Linked DNA regions of Arachis hypogaea: region 2 is linked to region 1. The links are chromatin contacts, called in public Hi-C maps. All regions are on one chromosome and are shown on one strand. Each heading gives the region's core, a stretch centred on a gene start, on an enhancer-like site or on the middle of the called end of the contact. The rest is flanking DNA. Distances are from core to core; before and after follow the strand shown. Region 1 holds the start of LOC112696829 (vacuolar lysine transporter YPQ1). Region 2 holds the start of LOC112696832.

What was found. A called contact is a pair of places that touch in the nucleus more often than the background predicts.
Region 2: a contact with region 1 is called in a Hi-C map of leaf, with 2.8 times the contacts expected there. The contact joins the promoter of LOC112696832 here to the promoter of LOC112696829 in region 1. A contact is called at or near these places in 2 of 8 Hi-C or Micro-C datasets (both in leaf).

What each region holds. Positions count from the first base shown.
Region 1 is chr6:86,197,143-86,200,116 of arahy.Tifrunner.gnm2.J5K5, forward strand. It overlaps LOC112696829 (vacuolar lysine transporter YPQ1), which reads right to left and starts at 1,598. Exons shown (of 14, transcript XR_011862415.1): 1 at 1,519-1,598; 2 at 81-317.
Region 2 is chr6:86,534,703-86,537,676 of arahy.Tifrunner.gnm2.J5K5, forward strand. It overlaps LOC112696832, which reads left to right and starts at 1,387. Exons shown (of 9, transcript XM_072197223.1): 1 at 1,387-2,974. It overlaps LOC140172834, which reads left to right. Exons shown (of 5, transcript XM_072197221.1): 3 at 433-551; 4 at 667-808; 5 at 879-972.

The DNA of each region.
Region 1 (2,974 bases), core at 348-2,847:
ACCAGCAGAAACACAGTAGATTAAATATGAGTGGTTAATAACTTAATAGCTACAAAGAATAAAGTTAATAGTTAATTTACCCGATTACCCATGTGAACAAGAAAGTGAGAGAGAGACCCTTAGCAGATTTTGCAGTGTAGTTTGTGATTATTTGAGGTATCTCAGCAATAACCCAAACAATGACACTGATTACACCTAAAATGTAAGAAGCTGTCTCCCTTGTACTGCTGCTCATGTGGTATAGAGAGAAGCCCTCTAAGGCTCTCATAGTCATTGTTGCGTCAAATTAGAGGAACCTTGTTTGTTTCTCCACAATCCTGAAAACCAGGTGAAGAAGGGAACATAATAAATCAGCAGCACAGAATCTTCTTTGAATATAGCACTAATCTAATCACATGAAAGTTGACTCATATTTGCTGCATAACAAGCCAAAAATGTGCCAAATAAAATAAAACAGCATACAACCTTGGCAATAAACTATAATCAAGCAATAATATATAATATAAAAGGAATCTTGAGTAATAATGCTTACCTTTTGCAAAGTAAGAAAGCTATAAAGGTGTTTTAATTTGTGTTTTGATTTTGTATGTTTTTCCTTTTTAGAATTTTGTTACCTGTCTTTATATTCTATTTTTTTCACTCTTTCCTTTACAAAATCCTGAAAGTAAAAGATACAAAAGCAAAACCGGAAAATATTTTCACAAAGCAAACTATTGCATGTCATTACTTAGAACTTGTTTGGGTGAGCTTCTAAGAAAAGATCTTTTTTCGAGTTGTCTTTTTCTAAAAGATCTTATGAAAAAGTAAAAGTAATTTTATGTTTGGATATCTCATGTAAAAATATCTTTTTATCTATCAATTATGTTTTGGTATAATAATATAAAAGTACCCTATTAATACCATAATTGTGACACCAATTATCATACATGGTGGAATCAACTATATAAATCAAATCATGATATTATATGTTATCATAAATGATATTTACATGTAAATCATATTCAAAGACGTAAATGATCCCGTATGAATACAAAAATATGGAAAAATTTTTAGCATAGCACAAACCATAAACTAACAGAGAAGAAGGTGCAACAAAAAAGATAATAAAATGTTATTACTTATCTCAAATAGTGTGATATTTCTGGAGGCATTGGTAACCGAAAAAAAAAAGCAATTAAGGCGTAGGAGATAAAAGTATCTGGAAAGGAGTACAATATTCTCAAGCTGAAGCATCCATTATTATAGGTTTCTACTTTACGAATTGCTTTGGTGTTATTTATAAGATGAACCAAATTGCGAAGCAAATTGAAGTTTGTACCCAAAAATCCTAAAGGGGATAATCAAAGAAGAATATAGATTGAAATTCAAATGCAACAATTAAACATAGGGGAAAAAAATCATGCAAACACAAGATTAGTAACATGATGAAATGAGCGTTAACAGAAAATTAATCGTTGTTGATAATAAATGATCCAATAATGCGTACAATGCATGCACAGGGGAAAATGAACTCCATACCCAGAAAGAAAGGAACGACGCAAAATAATGGAGTTGCTTACCGACCTCAGCAGTCAGGGTTTATAATAAGTCCCGAAAATTATTAGAAGATACCAAATAAGTCCCGAAAATTATTAATATGTTTAAATTATTAATATTGTTTATAGAAAAGTATAAGAAAACAATAAGAATACAACAATAGAGTAAAAAAAATTAAAATCATAAATTATATTATTTATTAATTATTTTTAATTTTAAATTTTAAAATTAAAAAAAAAAGATTAACAAAGTGTGTGTTTGGATTACCGTTTGTAAACGGAGGTTTGTATAAAATTGATTTTGTAAAAGTGATTTTGATCAAAAGTGAGTTAGTATTAACGTGGTTTATGTTTGGTAATTTTTATTCAAAATGGATTATAGTAAACTAAATATTGTTTGGATTACATTATTCAAAATCACTTTTAGATAGAAAATTACAAAAAAGGACATGAGTTTAAATAATTATTTTATGTTATCTTATAATTTTATTTTAAATATTTAAATAAATTTTAATATTTTTTTAGTATTATCAATATTCTTTAGTACTCTAATAGAATTAATAGAATCATAATACAAAGTAAAAAAAATATTCTATACAAAAAAGAAATAACAATAACAGTAAAAGAACTCATATAAAAAAACAGAAGTTTTATAAAAAATAATATGCATAAGAAAGTATTAAAAAGATATATTATAAAAAAGAAAATAATAAATATATGAATAATAAAGGGTATAATTGGTAGATAGAACATAAAGTTTAATCCAACGTGAAAAACTGAACGGAAAAGCTAGAATTTTTAGCTTTTGATAAACGTGGGTTGAAGATAAAAATCACTTCTACGTTTACAGAATAAAACCATTGCCAAACATGAAGATGAAGCGTTCAAGGAGCTCAAACGAGCTTTTCTCTTCTCCAACGTAAATCCAAACACACCCTAAACTAAGGTTTGGTTTGGTAAAACTTTTTGAAAAGGTGTTTCTGCTTTTTATAAGCTCAAACTCCTCATTTTGTGTTTGGTAAATAAAAAAGATCATGTGTTTGTGCTTGATTTAATACTTGCATTTATGTCTATTATAGTATTTTTAAATTTTAAAAGCTATTTTACTAAACACAATTGATGTTACTTATAAGCTATTCTTTATTTGATTTACCAAACATAAATGCTACAACTTTTAAAAAGTCATCTTTTAAAAGTTAACTTTTATAAGCTACTTTTGAAAAGTAAAAGTTTTACCAAACTAAGCCTAAGAGTCCTGTTAGGGAAGACTATTTGTACAAATGGGCTATTGCGTTACAAAACATCTTCCCAAAAGCTTAAACTGATTTTGGGGTTCACAAAAGATCAAATTTTTGACCTTTTAGATCTAGAGCTCTAATACCATGTCATGATACCACTCATCCCAAAAGCTTCATCTGATGGAAAAAGGTAACACTAAT
Region 2 (2,974 bases), core at 137-2,636, 340 kb after region 1:
ATATAAGCTATGAGAGGAAAACAGAATGAAATAATTATGTTTGTCTTTTTGAGGTCTTATGTACTCGTGAGACTTTCTGTGCATAATGCATATGGATAAGTTTGGTAACTCTATAATATCAATGTTTTGTCCAATTTTACTTGTCTGAATTTTGGAAAAAAATTGAATAGTAGGAGGAACCTGCAAAAGTGGCCATGCATCTCACCACAATGTCACAATGGTTTCTTAGCTTTTTCTGGCCAGAATTCATGTGGATTATCACTTCTGTTAGAAATGATATCTTCTTGATTCTATCAACTTCCAAGTAAAAATTTGGAAGAAAATTTAGGAATGTTTGTGCTGCTTATGCTGTGTTACTGGGGTTTATGTTTCTGAAATCTGAATTTATGACGCATGACGTTGCCTTATGTGACGTTTCTTTCCTATTTGTAGCCACCGTCAATTGTTTCAGATGAGGTTTACACTGCATGTGATTTCAACCGTCCTAGAAAGACATGTCTATGCAAACTTGAGTGGGTTTGGCGTGGAGAAACATTCGTGGCAAAGAAAAGGTGTGCCTCTCTTTTTGGTTAATGCTTGCTATTATTAGCATATTGCAGATTTATTTGTGCATATCTATAAAATTTATTAAAGAATTGACTGAAATATCTATTTGAAATCTTTCAGTGACTATTATCATATAAAGAAGCAGATTGAGTCAGATTTTGTTGATGGTGCTAGTGCGAGGTTATCAAAACCTTTTCTTGACCTGCCCAAGGCAGAGCAACAATCAAGGCTGAAAGACCGTTTAAAGAAATACTGCCAGAAGGTTGGTATTGTTTTTTTAAACAACTTTGTTTAATAATAGAGATCATACTGAATCAAGATGGCATTCACAGGCATACAGGCGTGTTCTTGACAAACCAGTTACAGAATGTAACAAACCAGGAGAGATCAAATCAAAATTTAACTCCTTTTAAATTTACTTATAGAAGGAGGGGAAAACACGTGACTGATTGAAATTTCAAAATATTGTTACTCCACATGTTTAGGAAAGTAGTTAGGATATGGATATTATAAATAAGGAAGCTGAAAAGCTTTTAGGTAGGGAATAAGTGGAGTGGTTATTTAGTGGAGAGTTTGGCCTCTCGAATGCCAAGTGAATCTTCTGTTATTGTTTGTTCTTTCTTCCTTTTCTAAATAATATTTCCTTGAGAGTATCATCTTGATACCTCAACCTTTCTCTATCCTATCTTCTACCTCTCATCTTCTATTACTCTAATTGCTAATTATCTGCTACTGTACCTCTTGATATTCTGGAGTTAGTAAGGAAACCCTTAACAATTGGTATCAGAGCAGATAATTAGCAATTAGAGTAATAGAAGATGAGAGGTAGAAGATAGGATAGAGAAAGGTTGAGGTATCAAGATGATACTCTCAAGGAAATATTATTTAGAAAAGGAAGAAAGAACAAACAATAACAGAAGATTCACTTGGCATTCGAGAGGCCAAACTCTCCACTAAATAACCACTCCACTTATTCCCTACCTAAAAGCTTTTCAGCTTCCTTATTTATAATATCCATATCCTAACTACTTTCCTAAACATGTGGAGTAACAATATTTTGAAATTTCAATCAGTCACGTGTTTTCCCCTCCTTCTATAAGTAAATTTAAAAGGAGTTAAATTTTGATTTGATCTCTCCTGGTTTGTTACAATACCCTCCCCATGAAGAGCCACCTTGTCCTCAAGGTGGAAAGATGGAAAGGCCAACTGCAGTTTGTCGGCCCGCTCCCATGTACTTTCAAATTCGGGAAGATGCTGCCACTTGATTAGCACTTCCAGGTGTCCTTGGTTGCTCATACGACTGTCCAGAACTTGTTCGGGTTCCACTAGTAGTTCTCCTTCCTCAGTGAGAGACTCAGGCAGGCTTTGGGGTTCCACTGAAGATCCCAAACTCTTCTTAAGTAGTGAAACATGAAAAATAGGATGTATCTTTGCAGAGGCTGGTAACCGAAGTTTATAAGCTGCTGCACCAATTTTTTCTAGTACTTCATATGGACCATAAAATCTGGCGCCGAGCTTCTGATTTGGTCTGGTGGCAAGAGACCGCATCCTGGATGGTTGGATCTTTAAAAACACGAAGTCTCCTACTTCAAAAGTGACATCTCTCCTCTTCTTATCAGCAGCTTGCTTCATGCGATTCTGGGCTCTATTCAACTGAAATTGTAACTCATCGAGCATCTGATTGCGGTCTTCCATTAGTAGTCTAACTTCTTCTACAGTAGATTCCAGCCCCCCTCTTAACAATGGAGGCGGCTCCCTCCCGTATAAAGCCCGAAAAGGGGTCATGCGAATGGACCCGTGATAAGTAGTATTATACCAGAATTCGGCCCAAGGCAGCCAAGTGGACCACTGTTTTGGCTTAGAGCCTGTGAGGCAGCGGAGATAGGTCTCTAAGCACTTGTTAACAGCCTCCGTTTGGCCATCGGTCTGTGGATGATATGCAGAGGACATCTTCAAAGAGGTTCCAGCCTGTTTGAATATTCAGTGGGAAACCACACCTTAAAAGCTAGCTGTTAAGGGGGAAGAACCACTCTCCTTATTTACAACATCAAGCATCCCATACTACTCGATGTGGGACTTTGAGCACCCCATAATACTCAAGTCCCTAACAATACACCGTCCCTAGAGAGCCAACGTCCACGGCGGCTTCACTCTATCGACACTGACCCAACGGTAGCCACTTTGCTACGGTCTATCAGTATTCGGTATTCACCTTAATCCAGCCTATAGGTAGCCCTTTCCATGGCGCCGACAACCACGCTCTGATACCATTGTTAAGTATCTAAGGAAAGTGGGAAACCACACCTTAAAAGCTAGCTGTTAAGGGGGAAGAACCACTCTCCTTATTTACAACATCAAGCATCCCATACTACTCGATGTGGGACTTTGAGCACCCCATAATACTCAAGTCCCTAACACAGAACTCCGT